Regions from separate parts of the Macaca mulatta genome. Here region 1 is linked to region 2. The links are chromatin contacts, called in public Hi-C maps. All regions are on one chromosome and are shown on one strand. The core of a region is the stretch at or near the end of the contact, and the rest is flanking DNA. Distances in the headings are between cores, read along the strand shown.

What was found. Hi-C and Micro-C count contacts between places; a contact is called where the count stands out from the background.
Region 1: a contact with region 2 is called in a Hi-C map of fetal cortical plate, with 2.8 times the contacts expected there. The contact joins two enhancer-like sites. A contact is called at or near these places in 2 of 14 Hi-C or Micro-C datasets (fetal cortex germinal zone and fetal cortical plate).

The regions. Positions count from the first base shown.
Region 1 is chr13:12,993,517-12,998,881 of T2T-MMU8v2.0, forward strand. The region is part of intron 1 of LOC144333684 (a long non-coding RNA gene); the gene reads left to right. Among named protein-coding and RNA genes, the nearest start is that of POU3F3, 21 kb to the left of the region's middle. Within about 2 kb of position 1,400, at least 8 of the 40 cell types and tissues checked have an H3K27ac peak or open chromatin away from gene starts, as enhancers often do. A contact at or near this core is called in fetal cortical plate, where this site is marked.
Region 2 is chr13:11,274,816-11,279,913 of T2T-MMU8v2.0, forward strand. No RefSeq gene overlaps it. Among named protein-coding and RNA genes, the nearest start is that of TMEM182, 400 kb to the left of the region's middle. Within about 2 kb of position 1,981, at least 8 of the 40 cell types and tissues checked have an H3K27ac peak or open chromatin away from gene starts, as enhancers often do. A contact at or near this core is called in fetal cortical plate, where this site is marked.

The DNA.
Region 1 (5,365 bases), core at 150-2,649, 1.7 Mb after region 2:
TTGGTTTCAACCTGGCTTCCCTTTTCAAAACCCCCCCGAAGAACCTCCCCTGCAGAGATGCCCCGCGCCCATCAGCTGCGCCCTCCCTCTCCTATGCCCTGAGCCTCCTGTCCGCTCCCCAGTGCTCTGGACTCACCCGGCACGGTCCTTCCATTCCACACACAGACAGGAAACCGGCCTCTTCGGGACAACATTTGAAACCACATTTTATCAACATCATCAAAGACCAGAGCACACACTTCGGGTTCTGAGCTCCGGAGCCCGCTTCTTGCAGAAAACCGGGTATGGGGGAAGGGCCGCAGGGGCGAGAAATCCTGCTTCCAACTGCGATTTCAGCTTTCTTATGGAAATGAACACGACGGCCCGTTCGCCCCGAGCCCCCCTCCCGTTCCCAGCTCCTCTTCAGTCTACCCTTTCCTCCCGCTAACCCCCGCCCTCCCCGTCCCCGAGTTCCCGCGGCGGTCAGGCTGGTGGGGACGCCCTCGCTCTGCGCCCGGGTCTCGGCGCGCGCGGAAACACGGACCGTGGGCTCCCCTCCGCCCCGCTGGCCCGCGCACGGTATTAAATATTCATAGGGATGCTACTTTCTTAAAGGAGAACCTACCGCGCAGGAAAGTTCACAGCCAAGGAGAGGCACAAAAGAAGGTCTCCGCGCTGGTTCTCGAGGGAGAGGAGACGCATCCCTTCTCCTGGACAGTGCGCGTCCAGACTGGCATTAAGGAGAGGACTAGGGGATGGGATCAGTTATCGTCAAGTCACTTATTTTAGAGGGGGTGGGAGAAGAGGTGAACTTGGTGCTGGAGAGAAAGCGTGCTCCTTAATCACCCGTTATTTTAAAATTAGCTGTCGCATCTGACGCCCTAGGGTCCCCAAGGGCCTTTTCATAAGAGAGTCTGTTTAATGTAATTGGCTTTGGGAGCCAGAAAGTTTGCCCTGTGTTTCTGGAAACACGCCCACGCAGTACGCTTAGGAAACTTTACACTGAACGATTGCCTTGGAGCGGCGAAAACCGCTACAACCAAACCTGCACCTGCCCAATTCTCTTAAAAACAGAGCAGCGGCTGTGAGCGCTGGGGCGGTAAGGGTGGAGAAAGGGGCTGTCGTGTGCGTCCCAGCTCTCCAACCCGCACGTCCGGGACCCCTTTCCGCCCGCGCACCGCGGTCACTTGCAGCCAGCGCTGGCTGCTTGAGCCCGCGGCCGGGTCGCCCGGCTTCTCTCCGGGATAGTGGCCAGGGCCTAGGCGCGAGCCCAAGAGGGAGAGCGAAGGGAAAAGAAGGAAGTTCTCCGCCGGCCGCGCAGCTCCTCCCGTGAGCGCGCTCCAGCCCTGGGCCGGGCCGACTCGCGACGGGGCCAAGCGTAATGCCAGGCGACTCGCGTGCCCTGTGCCCAGCCCCGCGCGCGCACTCGCATTCACACACATTCAGACTCACACCCCACAGTTCTTTTTGTTCCGGGCCAGGAGCACTTTCACAAGTGGTTAGAAAGTCTTGGGCGCCATCTAACGGGAGCAGCAAAAAGTTGACGCTGGGTGGAGGTTAGGATCAACCAGGAGCCCAGGATGGGCGGAGGAGGTCCTCTCTCACTCTCTGCGCTCCCGGTCTTGACCCCCTGCCTCCCAATTACCACCACCAAAAACATACACACACACTCGAGAACTGCGGAGCCTCGGAAAACCTCCTTGCCAGGGCCTGGGGGCAGCTCTGACTGCCCGCTCAGGGACCCTCCCCTGAGCCCCAGGCTTGCCTGCCTTCAGCAGTTCCCTAAGGCGCACAGAAGAGGAAGGGTCGTTTTGCGCCTGTCTGAATACGGCCCCGGTGTCCTGCAAGCTCTCTCTGGGTTTCCTTTGGCCTGTGATGGAAAGTCCGAAGAGGCCCGGGGCAGGCGCACCTGCTTTTGGAAAGGAGCAGTCACGGAATTAAGGAGTCTGCAGCCAGAGGGGCTTTTAGAGGAGAGAGAGGGAGTTCAAAGAGGATAATGGCAAGGAAGCAATTGAGGACTTGGTCCAGCCGTGGCCCCAGGAGAGCTGAAACCTGCGGGTCTCCTGGGAGGAAGGGGTTGTGTCCTGAAGAGCTGTCCTGGGGATTGGGAGCTGCTATTTGGAGGAGCATCACCAGTGGTGAAGCGCAGGAGGGACCTCTGGAGAGGACAAAGGAAGCTGGACACAGGACAGAAGCACCGAGGGAGTTACTCGCCCATCCAGAGGGGGCTGGAGCTTGAGGAGGTGCAGGCCGCCCCACCAGGATACCCAGCCACTGTGAGGGCCAGTGGTCATGGGAGGGAATCGCGACCATGCACTCCTGTTGGGTCAGCGTGTGGAGTCTGAGAAGTTAGCAGAACGGGAGTGTCCCTGGCCAGATGTGAAAGCAGGAGAAGGGCGGAGAGGTGCCAGTAAGGCCCAAACCCTTTCTCCTGGGACCCCGCAGCTGCCATTGGCCCTGGAGTTGAACACTATGGGGGACTTATCTTTATACCTCCAAGCAAAGGGTGAGGCATCCGGAGGTAGCTGGGCAGGTGGTTTATTCCAGGGGAAGATGATAGATCTCACCAGTCCATGCTCAAAGCTGTTAGAGGACTGAGGCCTTCTATCTGTCTTCCTGTGTTTATACACAGATTAAAATACCTATTCTTCCTCCGTCACGAATGTTATGGAGGTAGAACACGATGTCAGATGTTCAAAACACTTTTTTATAGTAGTAAAATATATATGACATATAATTTACCATTTTTACCCTTTTATGTGCATAGTTCAGGGGCATTAAGTACATTTACATTGTTGTGCAACCATCACCGTCATCCATCTCCAGACCTTTTTTGTCTTACAGATCTGAAACTCGCTACTCATTAAGTAATAATTATAATTCCCACTTTCCCCTGCCCCCAGCCCTTGGCAACCACCATTCTACTTTCTGTCTCTGTGAATCTCACTACTCTAGGGACCCCATGTTAGTGGAATCACACAATACTCATCCTTTTGTGACTGGCTTATTTCACTTAACATCTTCCAGGTTCATCCATATTGTAGCATGTAGCAGAATTTCCTTCCCTTTTAAGGCTGAATAAGACCTCATTGTGTGTATTTACTACGTTTGGTTTACCCATTCATCTGTCCACGGACACTTGGGTTAGTTCCCACCTTTTGGCCATTGTGAATGATGCTGCTGTGAATGAGGGAGGGCAAATGTCTCTTGGAGTTCTTGCTTTCCATTCTTTTCAGCATATACCCAGGAGTAGAATTGCTGAATCATAAGGTAATTTTTTTTTGTTTTTTGAAGAACTTCCTTAGTTTCCCCCAGAAGCAGCACCATTTTTCATTACCATCAGCTGCGTATGGGAGTTTTAATTTCTCCACATCACCAACACACCAACACTTGTTAATTTTTGTTTCTTTAGTAACAGCCATTCCAGTTGGTGTAAAGTGATATCTCATTGTGGTTTTGAAACATTTTTTTTTATAAGAGCAAACGTAGGCCGGGCGCGGTGGCTCAAGCCTGTAATCCCAGCACTTTGGGAGGCCGAGACGGGTGGATCACGAGGTCAGGAGATCGAGACCATCCTGGCTAACACAGTGAAACCCCGTCTCTACTAAAAAAAAATACAAAAAACTAGCCGGGCGAGGTGGCGGGCGCCTGTAGTCCCAGCTATTCCGGAGGCTGAGGCAGGAGAATGGCGTGAACCCGGGAGGCGGAGCTTGCAGTGAGCTGAGATCCGGCCACTGTACTCCAGCCTGGGCGACAGAGCGAGACTCCGTCTCAAAAAAAAAAAAAAAAAAAAAAGAGCAAACGTACAAATACAATGAAATAAGACTTGGCAAATTAGCTACAAGTTTTAGCAGAATGGATATATCCCAATACTTACTATAAATCTCTTTTAACTTTTGTTTTGTTGCATTGTGTTTTTGTTTTGGTTTGGTTTGTTTTATGTTTTTATGAGACAGAGTCTCACTCTGTCATCCAGGCTGGAGTGCAGTGGTGCAATCTTGGCTCATTGCAACCTCTGTCTCCCGGGTTCAAGCGATTCTCCTGCCTCAGCCTCCCAAGTAGCAGGAACTACAGGTGCACACCACCACACCCGGCTAATTTTTTGTTTGTTTTTTTTTTTTTTTTTTTTTTTTTTGAGACGGAGTCTCGCTCTGTCGCCGGGCTGGAGTGCAGTGGCCGGACCTCAGCTCACTGCAAGCTCCGCCTCCCGGGTTCACGCCATTCTCCTGCCTCAGCCTCCCGAGTAGCTGGGACCACAGGCGCCCGCCACCTCGCCCGGCTAGTTTTTTGTATTTTTAGTAGAGACGCGGTTTCACCGTATTAGCCAGGATGGTCTCGATCTCCTGACCTCGTGATCCGCCCGTCTCGGCCTCCCAAAGTGCTGGGATTACAGGCTTGAGCCACCGCGCCCGGCCAAATTTTTTGTATTTTTAGTAGAGATGGGATTTCACCATGTTGGCCAGGCTGGTCTGGAACTCCTGACCTCGGGTGATCTGCCCGCCTCAGTCTCCGAAGTGCTGGGATTACAGGCATGAGCCACCGTACCCAGCCACTTTCAACTTTTGAATCTAGCTTTAGAAACAGGAAGAAGAGAAATGACAAAGAGATGGAGGGGTGCACAGAACGAACACTATTGGATGATTATATCTAGGCCCCTGGTTCTAATCAGAAGCTGGAAGTTCAAAGGGCTATATTAATAGTGAGTGCTCTTCCTTTATTTCTAGAAAGTGACCAGAGATTCACCCTCTCTTAAGTGGAGAAGAGAGAAAAAAAACTGTTCCTTGTCTTCTTCCTGGATTCCTTGTTGTATTCAAATTGAAATGGAAAGAAATACTGGTGCCTTAGACAGTGGCCATGTGGGTGATTGGTGGAAATCTTTGAAGTCCTTTTTCCTAGAAAAGGGCCGAGTAACAGCAACTGTGCAAGCAGGAAGGTTGTCATTCTATGCCTGGAATTCCCTGGTTTTGGAGCTCTCTCAGGGACAAAGTGCCCCTCTACCTCCTCACATGGCTGTATTTGCCAATACCCCACACCAGGCTTACTTAGGATTTATGGGGAGTGTATCTACAAAATGCTCTATGATCCTTTTTCCCCTTTTTTATATTAGTCATTGCTTTTTATAGCCTTGGGAGACAGGTTTGTGTTTTTATTTCCCACATTTTAAGTGAAAGTATCCAGAGCGGGCACAAAATAATAAATGTAAACGACTGTGGAGACAGGGTCGTGGCTGCGGCTCCCAGCCTGAGCTTTGACTTGGCGCATGGAACCACACTGTTTCTTTCATCTGACAGGATGGTTGGCACAGGCCAGAGATGAGAGAAACCAGAGCAGCAAGCCTTGGCAGAGACCTCGACCTCCCTTCTGCCACCAGGCCAGCTTTGCCACT
Region 2 (5,098 bases), core at 731-3,230:
CATGAAATGGAGTAGCACTGGGTTGCTAACATTTTGTTAAGTTTTCCTTCCCTTCTAAGCCTATGACCTCTCCCAAGGCAGAGGCTGTGAGTGTTGTACCTAGGCATGCTCTCAGCTAGGGAGGCCTCAGCCCTTGTGGGTGGTATGTGAGAAGTTTATAAAAAGATGACTCAGATGTTCAGTGAATGTTTTCCACCAGTTTTGCTTTCTCTATTTTTCTGGAAAATAGACTGTATAGTTTCACTCTGATGTTTCCCTCTTCCAACTCTGCCTATAGCTGGAATAATGAATATAAATGGCAAGCAAGTAAAAGTAAATATAAGCATTCAAGTTTGGCTTGCTTTTTACATCTTGAGTACTGCAAACTACTTAAATTTACATTTACAGAAGGCTAAAATCTTAATTTGATTTCTCCTACTAAAGGTCTTAAAATTCAGTCTGTTTCAACATGTGGAGAGTTTACTATTTGCAGGGCTGTGTGCTGGAAGGTGTGAGGGATGCTTGGAAGAATGTCACTGTCCCTGGAATTGAAGAAAGTGGCACAAAAAATCTTCACCATTCAAGAATAGGATTAGTGCTATAGGATACTTGGAAGCAAATTGCCATGAAAGCCCAGAGAGAATAGGGACACTTTTTAGATGAGGGGACAGTCTTCCTCACTTTAAATAGTGGAACATTTACAAGAAATGACAATCAGCAAAGGGAACACCAAGAGGGCAGAGCACTCACCAAAACCATGGGGCAAGGCCAGGCCATGCAGGAAACAACAAGCCCTCGTGTTGAACAGAATCCAAGCCAGGTGACTGGAAGGAGAGACTGAGGACAACTTGGGTCCAGGGACCAGGAGTTTAGGTTTCAGTATGAGAATGGCTGAGAGCTGAGAAAGATGTTTCAGCTGAGGATGCAGGGCCTGGTCCAGGGTGGATCCCAGGGTGGCTGTGCTTTGGGTTTCCCCTGGCTCAGCCTATAAGAGCTTGAGAAACAAGAGTCAGTGGTGGCCCTGGAAGCTGCTGTATTTATTCAGTCCTATGCAAATATATCGATTATTCCAGAGAGATTATACAGGCAGGTATATTATAGGCTTCTCCTCATGGAGAACAACTGTCCAATGTAGAACAACTGTCCAATGTAGAACGGCGCTCCTAACCCACTGTGTGAAGCACAGTTGTATTACTAGCCATTATAAGAGTTGGAACTTTGAAGAAAAGGTCTGTGAAATAACAGCATGCAAAATGGCAGCCAAGTCCTAATCACACTTGAGTTTCCTGAAACACAGAGCCTGCGACTTAAAAAGACGGTCTACCCAATTTGGCGGGGACCGACCATTTTGCAACTGATTCTTCCTTCCTGAATTCCTTGTCAGGACTTACCTCCCATGACAAGGGTTCACAATTGCTCTCACCGCGCTTTCCACACGCCCCCTCCCCTGCACACACCCTTTTTTTATGCCTTGGTGCTCATCAAGAGCTCGCCTTGCTAGTTCCTTTTCTTCTCTCCTCAAGCAAACATACTATGTAAAGTGCTACGGTAAAACGTTCCAGGAACGAATGCAAAGGCCGAGGTGACAGGGGGAAGTTCCTTTCTTCAAGAAGCAATATCGTAGAGGTGGGCTGTCAGGGAGCCTGCAAGATCTGAAGTTTCAGGGACTGAATGAAAGAAACACTCGGCTAACAAAACAGTGCCGCCGAGGACGTTTCATCTGCTCGGGCCAAATCCCTTCTTTCTTTCCATCCTTTCTTTCCTAATAACAGCTGCCCTCTCATTCCATGTTACTCTGCTGTGAAGAACAAAACCTCCCTCTGACTATCTGTTTTTCTTTTCTTCCCCAGAGTAGGTCTCATTACTGGTGATTAGCAGATGATTAAAACCAATTCAGCTTCCCCCAGTAGATATTTTCTCCCTGTTTGTGCCTAACGCGTCAGCCTTCAATGAACGTGCTCCTAAGCTTATTAACAGGCTCAGAGGATTAGCTGCCGCCAAGCTCGGTGGCTCCCATATTGTGATGCAGGGAGTGACATGGAACCATTTGCTGAGCGCAGACAGGACCGCTGGGACCAAACTATCTAAATCACAATTTTATTTTCCATGTAGAGCAAGATAAAAGAAAACCCAACAATAATTACAAAAATCAAACGTTTGGACAAGTCTGAAAATATCCTTATACTTAGTGGCAGAAAACAGGCTAAACCAATCAGGAAGGGCATCAATGTGCGTGTGTGCGAGGGTGCGTGTGGAGTTTACATGAATGTAAAGTCATGTGGTTTATCTATGTTCATGCCCATGTACAAAGATAAAAGTTCTCGTTTAGCCTCTGCATTCACTCTGGTACATAAACAGCCTGTGTTTGCACGGGTCCCATATGGATAGATCTTTCTTTTAACAGAGACTAAAGAATCGTGAACTTAGAGTATAACAGCCTATGAATTTTGGTAATATTTTAACGAGCATCTAATCCTCCAAAACTGTGAAACTTGAGTTAGATATTGGCAGATACAGACAAAGGAATTCCAAGTAACTGGTTTCACTTTTGTTTCAAAATCACAAATACACCATACGGTTTTTAAAGTTTGGGAGGAATGTCTCCCTATCTGAAAGTGTTTTATTTCTTGGATCGCTAACTAAACAATAATAATAGTCACAAAAGAATAGTGATATATTTATTAGCTGGGACCAGAATTAGTAGATTAGAAAGCAAAAAGGAACATTGCTTCAGTTCTAAAAGGAGAAAAACCTCATAGTCTGACTCTGGTAGATGCATTTAAAAGGTTGTGTTCTGGGGGGACAGGATTGCTTTATTGTTACAAATGGTCTCTTATTCTAAATCTTTCAGTTTTTCTCATTTAGTTTTTCCCACCTTTTCAATGCAGCTTAACTCTGAGCGTGCTGGAGCTTGAAATCTAGTTTCCAATTCATAATAGCAACAGGGTTTGCAGAAAATGTCAACAAATCCCTCATCATCAAGGAACGTAGGAAATGTGAAAGGTAAGTCATGTCAGTCTCCCCTGGCTGCGTGATGGAATAAGTCTGTGGATGAAGAGAAGGAAGGAAAAATCCTAGCACAACAGATACTACAACCAGGCTCTGAAACCCAGCAGTGCCAATAAAACAAAGGAAAACCCAACGAAACAATAGGGAAGTTATGAGGAATTAGAGGAAGATATTGTCAGTCACTCAAAATGGCACAATCATATTTTATTTAATTCCAATCATTTAATATCTAAGGGAAAATGACAGACAAGGAATTCTTATTGGTTCAATTTTACCAGCATTAAAAAATTTCCAGGAATACCCCTGACCTTGGATGGCCCCAATAAGTAGGTAATTGCTAAAGGATCAATTCTCTCCTCATTAAACAATAGGCCCCAAACAAATGCAATATGTGCAATCAAACGACAGTGAAGCACAGCTGAAGGTAACAGAATACAAAGAAAGCTTTAAGAATGATATTCACAGAAGTGCTGTGATAAATACCAGGAAAACATTTATAATCAAGGACCCATAACAGTGTAACCGGGATGTACAGGAGAAAGTGATGGTTTAATAAGCTTCAAAATCATTTCACGACATGCCTATGAGGCATAACATACATGAAGAAAGCATTGCAGATGATTACACAAAGATAAATATTGTTTCATGAAATACTTTTGCTTAGAAGTATTTCACTGGGACTTGAGAGAGTTTCAACGTCAGTATAGAGACAAGTTCATAAGCAGGGCAATGCCAGCCTCAATAGATGAATAAAAGAAACTATGCTATGGGAAGGGAAAGATATTTCTGTTGCCTCCTCAGCCAGCTCTGCACAGCACAAGGCCAGTGCAACATTTTGAACTGAGGTCCTCTCACCTACTGAATTAAGCATCACAAAAATGGAATCGCTTGCTTTTTTCCCGCAATTCCTCAAAACAACTCCACAGAAATGGTGGACCAAAATGCAATGACTGTCATGCTGCTTAAGGAATCCTAGAATTATTTCTGACTTTCTTAATAGAGAGAGTCATTTTTTCCTTCACAATTTGCCCTGTTGTCTTCTTTTCAGTGCTTTAGGATAGAATTGCACAATCCCTACGTTAGCACCTGTCAGGAGAAAATGCTGCCTTCACACTCCCGCTCTCATTATCACCAGGGTAAATGGAGGTTAGCAACTATAGACTTAGGTTTGGACCTGCTCTGAAAATTACTAATGGTGTAACCTTGATGAAATTTACTTCGCCTCTTTGAATTTCAGTTATGTCATCTGGAGTATGAGGGAAACCATACTTCTTTCTTAGAATTAGCAGGATTAATAACATAACGAGGGTTAGTCAATGTTCATGAAGGACTCAACAGAGCATGTGGCATACAGCTAGATCACAGTAAATGCCACTGGTATTATTAGTAGTGTCGTCAAGAGAGACAGACTTCATCAAATACTTTCTGATGTAGATGAGACAACACTAAAGGAGTTATTTGAATCAATGAAAATGCTTATAAGAAGTTTGAGAGAGAGGAGCCATCTCTGATAAACCTGACTCTTGCAGGAGTAGAAATGTGGAAGTGGATGAAGCAGAAAGATACAAGTATAAGGGACAAGGTGCTCATTAAAGATCAATAACAATCCAAGGCAGTACTGTAAAGCAATAAATGGGCCTTAGAGATCATAAATACAATCAGGGAGGGGAGAGGTCGCTAAGAGCTAGGAAACATGGTACTAGAACTGGGTCTTGAAGAGAGAGGTGTTGTGAAGAAAGCAGAAAAAGAGCCTTCCCAGGAGGGTCATCCAGGCATTCTCTTTCTCTTTATGTAGAGGATTCTGTCCAGACAGCAACCCCCTGGATACTTCCAGAGCAGGGGACTTGTATGCTATTATGTGTGAATGAATATTCCACTGGTGGGTGGGTTATTACTATTATTATTAATGATAATTCTACTTTAAACCACAGCCAATTTAACCCAACCATTTGGAAGAGCTACATCACTCTATTATCCAATTGATAATTTCAGGGTTTTATTCACAGGCACAATCATGAGAAAAACAAGGAGAAGACAGTCTGTTGGTTGTGTACATATGCATCAACTTTGCTTTTTGAGAACATAATTGGGGATGAGAGTCACAAAGAAA